Linked DNA regions of Mus musculus: regions 1, 2, 3, 4 and 5 are each linked to region 6. A link is a contact called in public HiChIP or PLAC-seq and promoter capture Hi-C data. All regions are on one chromosome and are shown on one strand. The core of a region is the stretch at or near the end of the contact, and the rest is flanking DNA. Distances in the headings are between cores, read along the strand shown.

Evidence for each region. Promoter capture Hi-C pulls out the DNA fragments that hold promoters and counts their contacts. HiChIP or PLAC-seq counts read pairs in DNA pulled down with a chosen protein or histone mark.
Region 1: a contact with region 6 is called in an H3K4me3 HiChIP or PLAC-seq map of bone marrow-derived macrophages, with 2.8 times the contacts expected there. The contact joins the enhancer-like site here to the promoter of Sec22b in region 6. A contact is called at or near these places in 3 of 39 promoter capture datasets (3T3-L1-derived adipocytes, hematopoietic stem and progenitor cells and liver), 1 of 484 Hi-C or Micro-C datasets (bone marrow-derived macrophages), 5 of 115 datasets of contacts at active chromatin or transcription factors (the SCID.adh cell line, bone marrow-derived macrophages, effector CD8 T cells and 2 more) and 3 of 9 other capture datasets (adipose tissue, liver and pancreatic islet).
Region 2: a contact with region 6 is called in an H3K27ac HiChIP or PLAC-seq map of trophoblast stem cells, with 25 read pairs. The contact joins the enhancer-like site here to the promoter of Sec22b in region 6. A contact is called at or near these places in 20 of 39 promoter capture datasets (the 3T3-L1 cell line, the C10 cell line, the HPC-7 cell line and 15 more), 2 of 15 datasets of contacts at CTCF or cohesin (CD8 T cells and embryonic stem cells), 26 of 484 Hi-C or Micro-C datasets (the AML12 cell line, B cells, CD4 T cells and 18 more), 34 of 115 datasets of contacts at active chromatin or transcription factors (CD8 T cells, the SCID.adh cell line, acute myeloid leukemia and 24 more) and 5 of 9 other capture datasets (adipose tissue, embryonic stem cells, liver and 2 more).
Region 3: a contact with region 6 is called in a promoter capture Hi-C map of liver. The contact joins the enhancer-like site here to the promoter of Sec22b in region 6. A contact is called at or near these places in 17 of 39 promoter capture datasets (the 3T3-L1 cell line, the C10 cell line, the HPC-7 cell line and 12 more), 1 of 15 datasets of contacts at CTCF or cohesin (the NIH/3T3 cell line), 9 of 484 Hi-C or Micro-C datasets (CD8 central memory T cells, LSK cells, Th2 cells and 6 more), 12 of 115 datasets of contacts at active chromatin or transcription factors (the NIH/3T3 cell line, bone marrow-derived macrophages, double positive thymocytes and 7 more) and 4 of 9 other capture datasets (adipose tissue, embryonic stem cells, liver and 1 more).
Region 4: a contact with region 6 is called in an H3K4me3 HiChIP or PLAC-seq map of bone marrow-derived macrophages, with 4 times the contacts expected there. The contact joins the enhancer-like site here to the promoter of Sec22b in region 6. A contact is called at or near these places in 26 of 39 promoter capture datasets (the 3T3-L1 cell line, 3T3-L1-derived adipocytes, the C10 cell line and 17 more), 1 of 15 datasets of contacts at CTCF or cohesin (large pre-B cells), 11 of 484 Hi-C or Micro-C datasets (B cells, CD8 central memory T cells, bone marrow-derived macrophages and 7 more), 9 of 115 datasets of contacts at active chromatin or transcription factors (the NIH/3T3 cell line, the SCID.adh cell line, bone marrow-derived macrophages and 5 more) and 3 of 9 other capture datasets (adipose tissue, liver and macrophages).
Region 5: a promoter capture Hi-C map of liver shows a contact between it and region 6. The contact joins the enhancer-like site here to the promoter of Sec22b in region 6. A contact is called at or near these places in 9 of 39 promoter capture datasets (the C10 cell line, the HPC-7 cell line, HPC-7-derived erythroid cells and 5 more), 2 of 484 Hi-C or Micro-C datasets (CD8 T cells and bone marrow-derived macrophages), 4 of 115 datasets of contacts at active chromatin or transcription factors (bone marrow-derived macrophages, double positive thymocytes, embryonic limb bud and 1 more) and 4 of 9 other capture datasets (adipose tissue, embryonic stem cells, liver and 1 more).

Annotation. Positions count from the first base shown.
Region 1 is chr3:98,058,682-98,061,381 of GRCm38.p6, reverse strand. All of the region lies in intron 2 of Notch2 (notch 2), which reads right to left. Among named protein-coding and RNA genes, the nearest start is that of Gm40103, 34 kb to the right of the region's middle. Within about 2 kb of position 1,346, at least 35 of the 459 cell types and tissues checked have an H3K27ac peak or open chromatin away from gene starts, as enhancers often do. A contact at or near this core is called in bone marrow-derived macrophages and hematopoietic stem and progenitor cells, where this site is marked.
Region 2 is chr3:97,682,774-97,685,540 of GRCm38.p6, reverse strand. No RefSeq gene overlaps it. Among named protein-coding and RNA genes, the nearest start is that of n-TQctg2, 2.7 kb to the right of the region's middle. Within about 2 kb of position 1,515, at least 39 of the 459 cell types and tissues checked have an H3K27ac peak or open chromatin away from gene starts, as enhancers often do. A contact at or near this core is called in craniofacial prominence, differentiating embryonic stem cells, epiblast stem cells and 2 more, where this site is marked.
Region 3 is chr3:98,104,872-98,107,619 of GRCm38.p6, reverse strand. Notch2 (notch 2) reads right to left here. Exons shown (of 34, transcript NM_010928.2): 12 at 463-573. Among named protein-coding and RNA genes, the nearest start is that of Adam30, 54 kb to the left of the region's middle. Within about 2 kb of position 1,274, at least 116 of the 459 cell types and tissues checked have an H3K27ac peak or open chromatin away from gene starts, as enhancers often do. A contact at or near this core is called in adipose tissue, liver, muscle stem cells and 3 more, where this site is marked.
Region 4 is chr3:98,127,725-98,130,462 of GRCm38.p6, reverse strand. All of the region lies in intron 22 of Notch2 (notch 2), which reads right to left. Among named protein-coding and RNA genes, the nearest start is that of Adam30, 32 kb to the left of the region's middle. Within about 2 kb of position 1,467, at least 6 of the 459 cell types and tissues checked have an H3K27ac peak or open chromatin away from gene starts, as enhancers often do. A contact at or near this core is called in bone marrow-derived macrophages, where this site is marked.
Region 5 is chr3:98,084,574-98,087,273 of GRCm38.p6, reverse strand. The region is part of intron 5 of Notch2 (notch 2); the gene reads right to left. Among named protein-coding and RNA genes, the nearest start is that of Gm40103, 60 kb to the right of the region's middle. Within about 2 kb of position 1,358, at least 102 of the 459 cell types and tissues checked have an H3K27ac peak or open chromatin away from gene starts, as enhancers often do. A contact at or near this core is called in CD8 T cells, the HPC-7 cell line, adipose tissue and 5 more, where this site is marked.
Region 6 is chr3:97,899,877-97,902,600 of GRCm38.p6, reverse strand. It overlaps Sec22b (SEC22 homolog B, vesicle trafficking protein), which reads right to left and starts at 1,374. Exons shown (of 5, transcript NM_011342.4): 1 at 1,181-1,374. The coding sequence starts at 1,255.

The DNA.
Region 1 (2,700 bases), core at 97-2,596, 160 kb before region 6:
TATTTCCTGCTGGCAGCCTCATGCTGCCTGTAAGCACACTCGAGAGGCTCAGGCAATAAGACCCTGTCCCCACCCCCAAAAGAAGGAGAGGAGGGGAAGATACAGGAAGGAGAAGAAAGGGGAAGAGGGAGGAGAGAAAGGGAAAGAGAAGGTTTGGAAGGGACATCCCCACTTTATGTTCCCATAAATCTGACACAGTGCATTAACCTTTACTACAATTATTTATCTTCTCTAATAGACAAGAGTTATTCTCTACTATACCCTATGTGCCAAACACAGTGACTAGCATATGGAAGCCATTCAGCTGTTCAAATTCTTAACGGATGCCAAAGGGCAAGATGCAAGGGTCCACATAATCTTTACAACTTAAAGGCTCCAGACTTCAATTACACTGGAAGTTTGGGAACCACTGGGTTGAGCTGTTTACCTAAAGGATCTTTAAGCTAATTAAGATTCTTGATACACAAAGCACCTACCTCTTAACCTTCATAAACCCAAGGCTATTCAAAGCTGCCCTACCCCATATGGAATAGATTTCTTTAAATCACATTTTCCTAATATATATGTGTGTGTGTGTGTGTGTGTGTGTGTGTGTGTGTGTGTGTGTTACTCAGCTTTCAGAGTGCATATCTGCTGCACATAAACCCTCTGACTGTCACATACAACAGAAATTGATTGCAGTGCCCATGTAAGAGGCTCACACTGCATTGCTGTGCCCAGAAGCAGACACCAGGCAGCACCAGCTCTGCCAGATTTACCTGCAAGCCTCTCAAGATGCTCTTAAGAGCAAACATGACTATTAAACCACCACTGTCACAACACCCAACCCCAAAACTTGTCCACACAAAAGATAACTTTTATGGCATTTACACCAACTAACATTTATTACTTTGATGGTAATGAGAACAATTAATTGCCAAAGAAAAATGAGTGGTGTTCACTTCTTTGAATGATGTTCCTCGTTAATTTAGTAGAAACCCTGGCTGTAACTAGCACACATCACCTCAGCCAGAGATGGCATCGACCAAAAGCGGGCAGCAGAGGGATCAAGGGTAGTTCACTGTTGTGATCTCAGCTCCTCTGCTTCAAGAACATCATTGCACATTAAATCAAGAACAAACAGCAGAAACAGTGGCTTTCTGGCATCTGGCACTTCTGGGGAAACAGGAAGCTTTCCAATGGCTCCTGAGCCCTAAGGTGGGCTGGCACACTCCACCATCTATGTTTGGATCATCAGCTCAGGAACTGTCACTGGTGGCATTTTAAATGGGCATAAAGTGACACAGAACTGTCAGCTTGACTCTTGGCCTAAAAGATGTGATATCTAGCATTTTTAAGGAAGTTTGCTGACACTTGCTCGAGGGCAGGACACCACTGACATCATAAAGGCAAAAGGCTTACAGTTTAGGTGAACTCTTGTTCACTGCAAATAAGGCCATTTCTGCAAGAGATAATAATGCTCAGCTGGTAGAACCCTCGAGTCCCCTGTGTGAGTCCCTAGGTTTAACTCCCAAGACCAGAGCAAAAGAAAGAGAAGGAGAAAAACAAAACAAACAAACAAAAAAAAAACAAAAACAAAAACAAAAACAAAAAACAAAACAGGGTTATAGAAACCAGGCCACTTGAGAAGCAGTTATTATGAAGTATGCTTAATTTCAGAAAGACAGCCCAATGCCACACCATCTGTATAGAGAAAAACAAAGACTGGGAGCATAGCTCAGAGGTAGAGCATTTGACAACAGCAAGACTCCAGATTGGTTGCCAACACCTAAATAAATAAATAAATAAATACCTAAAACAGTAGACATCTGCAAAATAATTATGGTTCCTAACTACTCCTCTTAAAAACAGAGTCATTGCCTATCAGGGGGAGGGAGGAAGATCAATTCTTGGGAGTAAAACTTATCTGAGACTTTATAGTGGTCTGTGGCCTTTCATACTACAGAAACTAAACATCCAACAGACACGCTGAACTTACCACTCCACTGTGCCCAAAGCGAAGGCAAAGGGAAGTGCAGAGACACTTGTGGGGCAGTAGCAGCAAGCACAGCAAAGCCAGAGCTGACCGGCCCAGGCTGATCTGTGCTTCCAGATGGAGCCCAAGGCCAAGGTCACAAGTGTAAGCAAAGACAGTCTACAGCAGGAACTATCATGGTCCATGCCACAGACATTCTACATCATTTCTGGAAAGGTGCTTCACTGACTAGAGATGTGGGCAAAGCCACTACAGATGGACCCACACTCTCCTCAGCACTGCCCAGCAGCCTTCAGGACGGTTCTATGGGAGACTCTGAGGGCATGGGTGCATTCACAAGTGTATACACGTGTGGGTAAACACTCACAATCCAAGTCTGTCACATATAAAACATGTGTGCAAACGTACATAGCCATGTGTGTCCAACGGTTGTGACCTTTTGTCTATCTAAATGAATATTAAAGTTTTTACAATGTTTGGCCAAGGGCTCCAGGATGGCCCCAGATCTCTCTGGTAAAGTTGCTGACCCACAGCCCTTTCCTCAGCCTAGCCTTGGCTCTGCTGCTGGACATGTTACCTTGAACAAATCACTTTACCTCTCTGATCCTCAGTCTCCCTTGTGTTAAAAAGAAGATGCTTGGTTCTGGGCAGAGGGCTCGGTGGTTATGAGCACTTGCTGTTCAAGCAGAGGACCAGAATTCAGTTCCTGGAACTCACCTGGCAGC
Region 2 (2,767 bases), core at 266-2,765, 220 kb after region 6:
GGCTGGCCTCGAACTCAGAAATCCACCTGCATTTGCCTCCCAAGTGCTGGGATTAAAGGCGTGCACCACCACTGCCCAGCATCAGGGCTTTTCTTTGAACACGCCCCTAGGCGGGCTTTCTTGAGAACCTGCCCAAGTAAAGTCACATTTTGTGCGCTGTCCCCAACTGTCTGCCAGTAGGCACCCATTCCCTTTCCTCAGGGACTCCAAGGGCAGAGAAGATCTCTGTGGTTGTGAAATTCTTAAAATTTTAAGAGTTGATTTTGGGGCTGGAGAGATGGGAGCACTGACTGCTCTTCCAGAGGTCTTGACTTCAATTCCTAGCAACTACATGGTGACTCACAACCATTTGTAATGGGATCTGATGCCCTCTTCTGGTGTGTCTGAAGAGGGCTACAGTGTACTCATATACATTAAATAAATCTAGAAAGAAAGAAAGAAAGAAAGAAAGAAAGAAAGAGAGGGAGGGAGGGAGGGAGGGAGGGAGGGAGGGAGGGAGGGAGGGAGGGAGGGAGGAAGGAAGGAAGGAAGGAAGGAAGGAAGGAAGGAAGGAAGGAAGGAAGGAAGGAAGGAAGTTGATTTTGCCTTCCTTGGCAGAACATTGCCTGTTTGGGGTTCACCCAAAAGGTAGGGCCAAGAGAACACACATTCTTCCCCATCTTCTCCCATAGCCCTTTCTACGTTGACTATCACCCCACCTCACCACACGGACTGTCACAAAAAGAAAGTATGTCAAGGAGGACAGAGGCTGGACCCGAAGCACTGGAGAATGTTACAAGGGGATGGCAGAAAGGAAAGCACGTGGAAGCAGAGATAAAAGACTCGAAAAGGACTAGTGGGCGGGGGTGGGGATAGAGGAGATTGGAATCCAGTAAAGTCCAAATCCTGCACCGAAAATCACCAGCGGCCATTTGAGGGTAGGAAGTGGACAACTACAAAGAAAAAGCAAGGCATACTTGGGGCTGGAATCTTACATCAGAACAGAAAGCTCCAGCAACGTGAAGGGTTGGGGCCTTGTGACCAGCCTAAAACGCCCTTCTTTGCGCCCGTACCCAAAAAAGTATTTGTTCTCATTCTGGGAAGGACAAACAAGAACAGTCAGTGAGTGTTGTGTTTTATAAAAAGAAAGAGCCAGGAACATGTTTGGTAGAGCGCGAGGTATGGTGAGTTGGAAGGGGATGTCTCTGCGGGCCTATGCTGAGACACCCCTTCTCCCTTCGGTGAGCTTATTTAGGCCTCGGGGAGGAGAGTTGAGGGGGTAGAGACAGTGGAGAGGGAGGGGGGAGGGGAATGGGGAGAGAAGGGACTGAGAAGGAAAAGAGTAAGAGGGTAAGAGAGTGGAGAATGAGGAAGAGGCAAGCAGCCCCTTTTATACTGAGTCAGGCGAACCTGGCTGTTGCCAGGTAATTGTGGGGCGGAGCATAAAAGGAATGCTGACAACGAGGAGGAGGGCGTGAGCCCCGCATCTGACAACTCCTGCTTGGATCCAGTCTGACAAGGATAAGTGCTTGGGGAGGAAATTCTTGAGGGCGGGGGTGAGGTGGGGTGAGGGGTGGATTTGCATATCTACAGCCAATCAGAAGCTACTCAGGGCTGTGATTCCGTGGTGTAAAGGTGCAGATGTTAGACTCTGGGTCCAGCGATCCGTGTTCAAATTTCAGTGTGGCCTTTTCCTTTAGTGGAAACCAAAGCTGCTGACTCTTACTGTGAAATGCCGTTCTCAGGAGAGCGCCATGGAGAAAGTTGCTGGCCAGTACATCTTTGCAGAACATAGCAGGCGTGTGTTACAGTGTTCATTATATTGGTGAAGTGACTGTGTTGTTTATACTTGTGGAATGCAGACCGTGGGAGTGAAAAGGGCTCTCTTATTCCAGACTCCAGCACGCTTATTTCAAGTGTCCTCCTGCGACGGCTAATCTTGGTGGTCAACTTGACAGTGTGTCAAGGAAGGCAGAGCCCCATTTGGGAAGATGCCTACATGGGATTGTGCGTGGGCATGTCTGTGGATAATTTTCTTGATTGCTAATTGATGTAGGCGGGTCCAGCTCACTGTGGATGACGGTTCATACCTTAGTTATGTATGCTTGGGCTGAATAAAAAAGAACCAGAAAAGGTGAGCAAGCCAGAAAGTAAGCTTTTCTCCACAGTTTCTACTTCAAGTGCCTGCCTTAAGTCGAGGGATGTCTTGACTTCCCTCGATGATCTATGAAACGAAATAAACTCTCTCCTACGTCCGTGAACAGCTCTAGAATGTGACAAGTAAGGACAGATCTGTTAATCAATCAAAGCGACTTCTTGGCTCAGGCAAGTTAACTGCTTTAGGCTTCACTTTCTTTTTTTTAAAATATTTTTTATTACATATTTTCCTCAATTACATTTCCAATGCTATCCCAAAAGTCCCCCATACCCTCCCCCCCACTTCCCTACCCACCCATTCCCATTTTTAGGCTTCACTTTCTACTCTGTTAAATGGAAACAATGGAAATATCTACCTTGTTGAGTGGTGGGACTCACATAAAATAATGCACACACAATGTCACTCTTGATATGTCCAGAGTCTATTGGTCAGAATATTTTATCCCAACAACAGAAAAGCAAACTAGAACGGAAATGTCTGTTCTGGAGCAGGGTGTCCCCCAAACCCTGTAACAGAGGATTATGCAAAATCTTCCCTAACTATTGGCTACACTTTTCTACCAGTATCCTAAGGTATCTTGTGGGCAAGTAAGGGGCTCCAGAAACTTCTGGAGAGTTCTCTCTCTCTCTT
Region 3 (2,748 bases), core at 25-2,524, 210 kb before region 6:
TTTCATGGGCAAAAAGATCTTGCTCACTGTAGACAAACTATGTGGTGGTCTCCTCAAGTTATGCCCTCCCCAAACAGGCTCCCGGGAGAGGCGAGACCCCAGGGTGAGCAGCCAGTGTTTCCATGCACGTTTACCTTGGACACAGCCTTACAGAAGGCACTGGCCTCTGCCTGTGGGGAAGCAAAGGTGGCTTTGCAGGCATTAACCCAAGCACGGGGATGGAAAGTTACCATCTGCTAGGAAGTCTCAGGGAGCAAGACACGCGTGGCCTGAAACGCTAAAGGAAAGGCTGTGTTTCCACTTAGGAAGGTCTGGAACAGAAAGAGAAGTACAGAGCAGACTGCAAACCTTCCAGAGACGATGAGAAACAGGAAACAGGTGAAAAAGTGATTTTCACTGAGGGACCCCTTTCCCAGCTTGATGGGGCTAAAGGAGGCCCCCTCCAAAGACAAGGAGTGTTACCTGTGAATCCCGGAGAGCACACACAGCTGTAGCGATTGATGCCGTCCACACAGACTCCGTGCATACAAGGGTTGCTGGCACAGTCATCAAAATTAATTTCACAATTAAGGCCTGTAAAGAGACCCAGAGAAATGATTCTGTGTTACCACAGGAATGTCAGCACTTCCGCCTGTGGTGCTACTCAGTCAGAAGTCTGTAGGGGATCCAGGCCATCCGATCAGAACAAAGCGACGCATCGCCAAGTACAGTCCACAGAAGCCAGAACTGAGAAGCCAAGAGGACTGGATTACTCATACTTAGCCATGATTTGTCCCTTCTACTCTGTTGTCATGGAAACGGTACAAAGGCAATATAGGCAAAACTGTCAGCATCTCTGCCAGGATCCAGGCTGCAGGCCCCAACCAGATGGACACATATCTACATACCCACAGCCAAACAAACACATGCCCGCTTCATGGCTTTGGTGAGGACAATAAAATCTGTCACTGTGTAACTTGTTAACTCTCAGCCCTCAGGTTGAGAGAGCATCACAGCCAGGAGGAGCAGCCATGGCCTGAACCATGAACTGAAACAGCGGCAGCCTACCGTTCTAGAATCCCATTTTAACTAAAACAAAACAAACAAAACAAGAAAACATACTGCAATCATTAAAGTGCATCTAAGCAAGCTATGTGGGGTCCATAGACTGTTTTGTGGTATAAAAAGTGTAAAAGTAAAATCTCATGTAAGAATACAGATAAAGCTCCTAGACCAAATGTCACCATTTGAGTCACTCACCAACCGTCCTATCTGTAAGTGATCAGACATTTGTTAATAATTACCACCTCTATGCTAGCTCCAGAATGTCATGCAGCCCTCCTATGTCGCTGAGGCTAACCACAATGACCATTAATGAGAGACAAGCTTCCATATTCCTGTATGCAGGGGTGGGCCTTTTAGCCTCCGGCCCCCAGTCCATGAAGTCCTAGCATGCCAGTACAGCTCCAGACCCTGAGGTCCTGGTTCAGCTGAGCTGCCCACAAGCGTCTACACTGGCAGAGCAGCCCTCTGGGGCCTCAGGTCTGCAGCTCTCCTCTGACAAGGTCTGGGGTTCTACTGTTTCTTAGAGCCCGAGGAGACTTCTATGCTGTTGCTGAATTGGCTGCTTTTCTGTTTTCTCTTCCTTATGCTAGATCAAGCCATTTTAGGTGACTTGAAACTCAAGAGAACTAATTATTCCAAGAGTTTATCATTATAAAGGACAGATGAGAGAAGACCCTAACAGTGAGCGTGTCTCTCCCTTTGAGCACCCAGACAGTGGAAACCACAGGAACGGTGAGCAAGCTATGATGATTCCTTCCTTCCAAACATCAAACTACCAACAGAGACTGCATGATACCTGGATCGATCAGAAATCGTGACTCCGTGACAGTCTATCCACACTGTCCCCTAAATGGACTTTCCAGCCAGGCCGGCAGCACCTGCCAGCTCCTTTCTACTGAACACAGACCAGCAAGTCTGTATGTTGCCTGCAGCTCTTTGCTCTAACTCTTCAAACAGCTGCAGCAATGGGTCTGGCCTCTCTCTGCATGCTGCCTGCTGCAAACCATGAATATTAACTTCTTGCCTCTGTCCCTGAAGGAAAGTATACCTGATACACTCTGGCACAAGGATATAATCCCAGAGGAAAATAAGTTCTTGCCAACCCACCACTCGCCAGGTTTCCAGCGTGTTTGTTACAATGAGGGAGACAGCAAGCCTAACACAGCCCCTCCATTCTAAAGGCCCCTATTCAACTGCTTGTAAATCTCTCACTTTTCCTTCGTACTGCAATTTCTCATGTCTGGGGACCAGCCCGGAAGCAAATTGCTTTTGGAAGGTTTCACAAAGCCCTATTCAGTCCTTTGAGGGAGTTATCTAAATGTGGGGAGGGGACCCACATTCTCAGCTGTGAAGGCATGGGATGTTTTTCGTATGCTTGAGCAATTCAAAAAGGACTTTGTTTTCAAACTTGGCATGTGTGAGGCCCTGGATGAAGACCAGGACCTTTGACAAGTTTGAAGAAATGGATTTGAAGTAACACAATGAAATCAGGGCAGCTCCCCACTCCCCTGCCTCTGCCCCCTCCATAGGCCGACTTCCTTAAGTCCAGGATGAGCCCCTACAAATCACCCCGTGTATCCAGTAGGCCCTCTGCTCCGCAAGGCTCACACTGGTTAATCTTCCACTCAGACATTTCCCTTTGATCTCTCACAGTATCCCTCTGTCTCCAGCTAAAGCTGTGTCCAAGATCGTTCCTCTCACAGG
Region 4 (2,738 bases), core at 218-2,717, 230 kb before region 6:
CAGCAGTGTCAAAAGGCAAATGGCTGAGAGCATCAGAGCAAGCTGTGTGGCCTTGCAGGCAAGTGCTCTGAAGGACAGACAGAGGAGACGTGGACAGATGGAAGACATACATTATCTGATTATGCGACTCCATGAAAAGGCATGCTCACTGTATTATATATGAAGGTAATATGATCTCAAAAAGATATCAGCAATACTTTTTAATGGCAAACTGACTAAAAAATGATATAGAAAAACCAAATCACAGCCAGGAGAGCATGAAAAAGAGTCCTTCATGGTTAAAAGTTTGTTGTGAATCGACGGACAGAACAACAGCCCAAATGCACACCGGAGCTTAGAATTTGATCAAAGTTCCATCTCAAGTCATTGTAGAAAACATCAACCATCCAGTCACATGGGAAAGCCACTTCAGGATTCTAGTCCAGGATAAAAACACAGAAGAATGTCTTTATAAATCTTGAAGCATGGAGGATAAAATCAACTACCACTCAGATGCAAGCAGCCATAAAAAAGATGGATAAATTCAATATGATTAGAAATAATCTGCATGTAAAAAATCCCCAGAGACATCTGAAAGATTCCGACCTCAGAATAAGACGTCTGAAAGATTGCAACCCCAGTACATCAGGAAAATATCCACATCACACAGCAAAGACAAACAACTTCTGCACATAGTAAGGACAGACAGCATCTACAGAAAGGAGGAAGGGATAAATCCCAGTGGGAAAACAGGAACTTGTAAATATGCTAGATGATGAATTACATAGAGAGGATGCAGCCAGCATTGCCACTTAAATGACACTTAACCTCGGTATAGTGGCCCAGCAGACTCTATTTCTGAAAACACATTCTGTAACGTGCACTTATATGTGTCCTTTAAAAAAAAAAACACCAATGTCTATCACTAGAGGACCAGTTAAGCACAATACATAATGTTGTCATAAAGGGGAATTCTGAAGCTATGAGAAAATACTGAAGAAGTTCCCTATTTTGATATGAAAATATTCCAATTAAGTAAAAAGGTCAAGAGAAAAACAGCATCTTTGATACATCTTTAGAGTTAAAAATGGAGGGGGTAAAACTATCTTTGAATTTGGCTCCTACATACATAATGCAATTCTGAAAGATAGCCTTTTAACTCCTCTAGAAACACACAAGAGGCTGTCTGCAGTGTGAGGGGAGAGGGAGGGCGCGGTGCTGGGGGTGAGTACAGTGGGGAGTGTGTCTTTACTGCATGTCTTTCCATGCATATGTGGACATGTTTACCCTGTCCACATGCACATATCACCTTATCTACTCACAGATTAGATTAAAATGGGAACCAGAAAGTGGAAGCAAACAAAGCCAGGACGTGCTCCCAGTCTCACAGGATACTTGGTGTTTGGCATGAGGAGTAAAATAAGCATAAAGCTTCCATGTAGACGGAACTATCAGTGATGCACAGCTTATCATGTGAGCGTGACCTCATTCTTAGCCTGAAGCAAACACAGGATGACAGAAGTGTTCTAGGTTAGCCTATGCACTGGGAGCAGGAGGTATGCGCAGGCAACATCCAAGGCCTGGGAGTACAGTGCTGAGAACAAGCACTGGAATAACTCACTGTACTGTAAGAGAACTCCAGAGTCGCTGGGAGCAGTCACAGGTGGACAGGGTGGATGGCCAGAGAGGAAAAGTCAGAACAAATATACACTATGTCAGGCACCTGGAAAGATCAGCACACAGGATATAATCCAACAAACATTCAAACAGACCACACTGGAAGAGAACCACACTATAACAGACCATTAAAAGGCAATCTTGGAAACACTGCAAAGGAGAGCCAGGTATCGTGAGAGACCATCAGTAAGACTAACTGCTAAGTTCTCGGTGAAGACCACGGCAGGAACATCAGCGAGAAGACACATCTGAGGAGCTGGCTCAGAAACAGTCAACAGATCAATAGATATACTAGATTATTATTCTAAGCTACCACAAAGAAGTATTTAGGAGCCAAGCAGTGGCACAAGGCTTTAATCCCAGCACTCAGGAGGAAGAGGCAGGCAGATCCCTGAGTTCAAGGCCAGCCTGGTCTATAGAACAAGATCCAGAAAAGCCAGGGATATACAGAGAAACTCTGTCTCAATACAACAACAACAAAAACAAAGAAAAAGAAGGAGGAGGAAGAGGAGGAAATAGACGAGAAGGAGGGGGAGAGAAAAAGAGATTGATTGATCAGTTGATTGATTGATTGATTGATTGATTGATTGAGAAAAGACAAAAATCTCATTGGCTTAGGAGATGTTCCACTCTGGGACTGGATGCATCTATGTCTATGTGGTAGTCTGTGGTACAGTACAAACGCATGCCCTTTCCTGGGTTCTCAGCCTCCACAGGCCTTGGAAGAACAGTAATGAGTGGTTCTGACACACCTCTGGGAGCGTGATGTGTGTCACCTCCACACTGAGTAAAAGCCCCTGCACAGCCCTATGCAGTTTCTCCACCTTTGCTGTGGCTGCCTTGGAGCCTGCAGCCCCAAAGCACAGAGAAAGAAAGGCAGCAACCCAACACCTGTGCAAGTCTGAGTGCCAAAACAGCAAACAAAAAACCCCAACAAAACCACTATTGTGCTATCTGAGACTTGATATATATAATTAGCTACCACTAGAATTGTAGCTTGTTCTAACCAATACCATTATTTAAAGGCATTAACCACTCGGGCATGGTAGTACATGCCTATAGTGAATTTGAGGCTGAGGCTA
Region 5 (2,700 bases), core at 109-2,608, 180 kb before region 6:
TAGACTCACAGAGCGCCCTGGACTGTGAGTTGTTCAGTAGGTGTCTGCTTCTGAGTTTCCTCACTGTCATTCCGTAAGGGCTTAAAAACCTGGAATACACTGCTGGCCTATAGTGAGGCCCAAGCTAGATATGAATAAGGAACCACGGGCAGGAGGCCTTCCTGGTCTAGCCCATGCCTTCGCAGCTGTTTCCACCCACATGGCTTCCTATCAGCTGTAAAGGGGCCTCTAGGATGTGGATGCTTCAGGTGATCACCCGGGTGATCTGTCAACTGACAGGAAACCAAAACTGGGGGTGGGAAGGCAGCATTCCAGAAGGTGGGCTGGAGGTCAAGTTGTAACAACCGGTGAACAAAGAAGGTGAAGTGTGAGGAGTGTTTTCCCATCTTCTCAGACAGAGTGTCTCAGCCTAAGATATGTTCCCGCTCCATCCCTATAGTCTTCACACACACACACACACACACACACACACACACACACACAGGGTGGTGAGTGTTTCCAGGGCAACTCACCAATCAGAGTGACCAAAGCAGAACCACCTCACTCAGCATCCAAACTCCAGCACACAGACTCTGCTCGAAAACCCTGGAGCTCGCGGCCCACCTCTGGCACAAGCACTCAAATTCAGGCCAGATGTTCTTTCTGAAACCAGAGCAAGAGCAATCCTAACCCCCACTGAAGGCTCACTGCCTTTATTATATAGGAGAGTGAAGAGAAGATGTGGTCCACTTGATTGACTCAAATTTACCTAACTTTCATTGCTTGCCTCTGCTTCGTGTCCCAAAGCAGTGTTCCAAGCCCAAGTTGAAATTACATTTCTGGATTAATAATGAGAGCAGGAAAATCAATCACATCTGCCCTGGGAATGAACTCAAAACCAAAAGCAGCCACACAGAGGAATTTGTGAGTTGAGCTTAGAGTCAACTTTAATTCTGAAGGAAATGAACCTTTAAGAAGAAAATTCAAATAACCATCTATGTAGACAAAACATTAATCTACACTGCCCTCATAAATTTGGGGCTTTTTAAAGTTCTTCCCTTCCGTGGACATTTGCCAGAGTAGAGCTATCCTGATAAGAAGGCAGGAGTCCAACAACGGCTGCATAATAAATGCAACTGTGCTGAGCCTGCACCAACCCTCTGTACTTTCCTGCCTAAGGAATATCTGCATATTCACTTTCTCCATCAGTCAACCCACCCCCAACACACGTGAGCAGAGCTGCCTAGTTCTGGGGGCCTGTAGACTTGGGAAAACCCTCACTAGTGACTGAAGATGAAAAGCTCTGTACTGAGCTACAACAGCCCCACCCAGCCCCTGGGGAGGAGCTACCGCCAAACAAGGTCAGAAGGAGGCTGGCTTGCTCACCATGGAGTACCCAGAGGCAGAGTTGCTCTGCCCTAAGCCGAGGGGCCAGCAGCAGCCAGCTCTGCACAGCCCCTGAAGCTGTAGCAGCACCTCTCACACAGAAACAACAGAGATGCACACGGGTGCTTCTAAAACTCCTAACAGCCACTTTAAAAAAAAAAGTGAAATTAACCCTTCAAACTCAATACATCTAAAACACTGTAACTGTGAGACTTAATCTCTAAACATTCCCAAATGGAATATTTAACCTTTTCCTATCAACCTCCTCAGAAATCAGGTATTGTGCAGCACTTACAACACCCCTGAATTCAGACATGTCACACGTCAGACTCTCTCAGGCACATGACTAGCAGCTATCATAACAAATTGCTCCAGAGTGTTCATCATAACTGATGCTGCTGAAGAAACACAAAGGCTACAAGACCTACTGCTGCACCCTGATTGTCAAGACCCCCACAGAGTACGTAACATACACGGGGTATAACAGGCCATAAACAAAGCCCAAGAAAAAGAAACTCTTCACTGCAAATCAACGATGAACCGAACTGGAGATGCTTCTATTCACCTGGAGGTCTAGAGCCGAGAAGGGTGGTGTTTCCTGCTAACCCACTTATGGAGCAAAACTGTCCTGCTGTCCTCACGAAGGACGAGGCAACCTCCCGATTTCCCCATGGATGTGCAAACCCATGCCGGTTCCTTCTACCAAGTAACCTCTGCCACTCTCCTGGGGCAGGCTAGAAACCTCCTCTCCTCTCCCACTAGTCCCGTACAGCCCTCTTTGCCTATCAAACGCAGGCCAAGCAGCGCAGACTTCAACTACAGCTGGGAGCCGAGGGGGGTTATGATCAGTTGCAGCAGGCTCTTAGGTACAGGCAAGAGGCAGCGCACTGGCAATGAACCCTTCACGCGGTGTGAACTCCTAACCTCAGAGTCACCGGTGAGGTTCCCAAGAAGGGAAAACAAATCATGAAATCCTAGAATAATGAAATCAGAAATTGAATTTTTGAGCATTAAAGGCACTTCAATGGTCTTTATCCGTAAAAGATAAAAAATAAAAGGCCACCTCACAGAGCCCTCTTGATACAGAAAAAAAGAGACCACAGATTTGAAACTCAATAAATCTAGATTAAAACATGAACCCAATCACGATTTATTTACCAAGGGCAGATAATTTAATTCTTTTAGGTATGCATTGTGCATCATCATCATCTAATAAGAAGGATACTCAATAGGTTATACCGCTAATAGAAAATATGCAATTAGCACATTAAGATGCTGACACATCTAAGTCGTGAGTTGAAGCTCTGCTCATTCCTGTCAATTATGTAGAGCTCA
Region 6 (2,724 bases), core at 125-2,624:
AAAGCAAAGCAAAGCACCATACCAGCACCAGCACCACCAACAACCCTGGGCACATTCCATTACCCTACTTGTTAGCAGTGTGACTTTAAGCCTAAGAGCCCCTGTGAAGGGCAATAAGAGCACACACTCTGACATGGGTGGTATGAGGAGGGCCAGAGAAATAGCACCCCTAGCACTCTCAGGACAGTGCTGTTCTATATGAGGCTGTGTGTGACGTTCTGTCTACTATCATGATGGTAAAACAAGAGTCTGAGACCGATGCTTCTGCAGACATTGAAGGTTCAGAAAGGCTTATTATTTAAAATCAAAATTAATAAAGGGAAATGATAAATCACAACCAGAAAAACAAAACAAAACACTTCTGTGGAGAACTTCTCATCAATGAAACAAACCAATATTGGCAGACCAATATCAAATAAATACCAAGTTTAAAATTAAGAAAGAATCCATGAATTTTTTTCAGAAAAATTTCAAAGCAGAGAGTAGGGGCCCACTGATATTGAGTAGCATTTCAGACCCACTTTGGTCCCTCTCCTCCATTAGACTTCAGTGCAACTGATCAGATTCTGCCCATCTCTACCCCACTGATACCCCTCACGGGGAAAATATTTTTCAAAGGAAGTGTTCTCTAAGACTCCCAGCCCCCAATCTCCTTTGTCCGGATCATATTCTTGGGCTCATCTGAATAATATACTTTATGAGAGCAGGAGAAAATCAGGCATAGCCGTGAAAGTAGGCACTTTACTGAACCTTGACAACTTTGTAAGTGGCAATATTACCTCATCCTCTATCAAAATATGTCATCGAGCTAGGTCAAGGATCAAGAGCTACAGGAAAGCGAGGTGAAGAAACCAAGGGTTGGTCTTCCCCAGATATATTAGTCAGCAGCCTTAACAGCAGCCCAAAAGAAAAGTCCTAAATTCTAAGAAGGTCCCTAAAAAGTCATCACAAACTGGGTGATCAAATTAAACCTGGATAAGCTTTCTCCGGGGCTTCTGTGTAGAGAGGAACAGTTACCACCATAACTCTAACTCCTTCCACAAGGATTTCTTCTCACAGGTAGTCTTTTCACGAGCAAACGGTAAAAGAGCTCTCGAGAAGAGGGGGAAGGAGTCTGTGAGGTCGCTAGGGTCTCACTAGCCGGGAGCAGGGCGAGCTCGGGGCTCCGGCAGCAGCTTACCTGCTCGTCCTCCTGCATCGAGGCGGCCAGCGGAAGGCCGTCCGCCACACGGGCGATCATCGTCAGCAGCACCATCTTCCCTGGCTACGGAGACCAGGCCGCCTCAGTCACTGTCCCTTCTTCTCCGGCGGCGGCCAGTTACACCTCCGGCTGAGGTCCCCAACAGCTAGCCGCTGGCGTCTCCGCTTCCCGCTGAGGTGGCCGGAAACGACTTCAGAGCTTTCCACTACCGGTCCTTTCAATTGGCTTCCCACCGAGAACCACAACCACCGGGAACTTTAGTTCCGCAGTCATTCCTCCGACCAAGTCCCGCCCACATTTGTGAATTTTTGTTTCCACTAAGTGGTGTCTCTGCAAGAGGAGTGGCGCTCAAGCTTAGTAGGGCTTGAAAGGTGACTGAGAGCGAACTTTTTAGACGAATGGAGTATGAAGCAACTGTAAAGCTATGTATTTTCAGATTTTTTTTACAGAGCATTTTATGTATAATATTTTATAATCTGTGTATGTCTCAGCAGAGATTCGTTTCTTGAGGGTTTTTCTGGCCTGGGTGTTTATACTGTCACAAAGTTCTTAAACAGTTTGTGGTAAGAGATTGGCAAATAGGAGCTGGAGAGACCGCCCCAGGGATCAAGAACTCTGGCTGTTCTTTCAGAGGACCGGAGTTCAACTCAGCACCCGCATGCTGGTTTACAACCATCAGTAACTCCAGTTCCAGGGGAATCTGACACCTTCTTCTGGCCTCTCCAACCTTTCCATGCACGTGCTGCACAGGCAGGAGCGGAAGTAAGCCACCCCCACACATGAAACTTTTAAAAAGAGATCAGCAATATTTAGTATTATATATATTTATTCATATATATATGTATATATATGCATATATTAATAAATGAAGAAGTACAGGGGGATCACATACATCATTAGCCTCCCCAAATCTAGGTTCTTGGCTGCCTCTATCATGGTATAGAAAGGGGAATCTTACCAGGCTTTCCAGTAATTTGGTTTTCACTTGCTTTTGAAGCAACCTCTAGATAATCACCGTTAAGGAAGAGTTCTCATCTCTCTCTTCTTTGGTGTCCTCATCAATGAGATAGGGATATTCTTGGCCTCAAGAGGGTTTTTGTAAATATTAAATGAGAAGAACGTGGAGGTACAGGGGTTTTGTAAACTTAGAAAAGGAAGGAAGGAAGGAAGGGAGGGAGGGAGGGAGGGAGAGAGAGAGAGAGAGAGAGAGAGAGAGAGAGAGAGAGAGAGAAAGAAAGGAAGAAAGAAAGAAAGGAATTATACAAATATACTTATTACATTAGTAATAACTATTCTTTGCTAAATACTTAGTGTCTTATGATTATCTGAACATTTAACTAAACAACTCTGTGAAATTTGTTAGCTGAAGGCTCTCACTTTATACTTGGGGAAGACTGCAAAGATTTTTCCAAGCAGGTCATGTAGTTAGAAGTGATGTAAACAGGCTTTGAGCTCAAGTTCAGCTCTAGCTACTGATTAATAAGCATTCTCTCATATTATCTCTCCTCTTTCATATATAATTC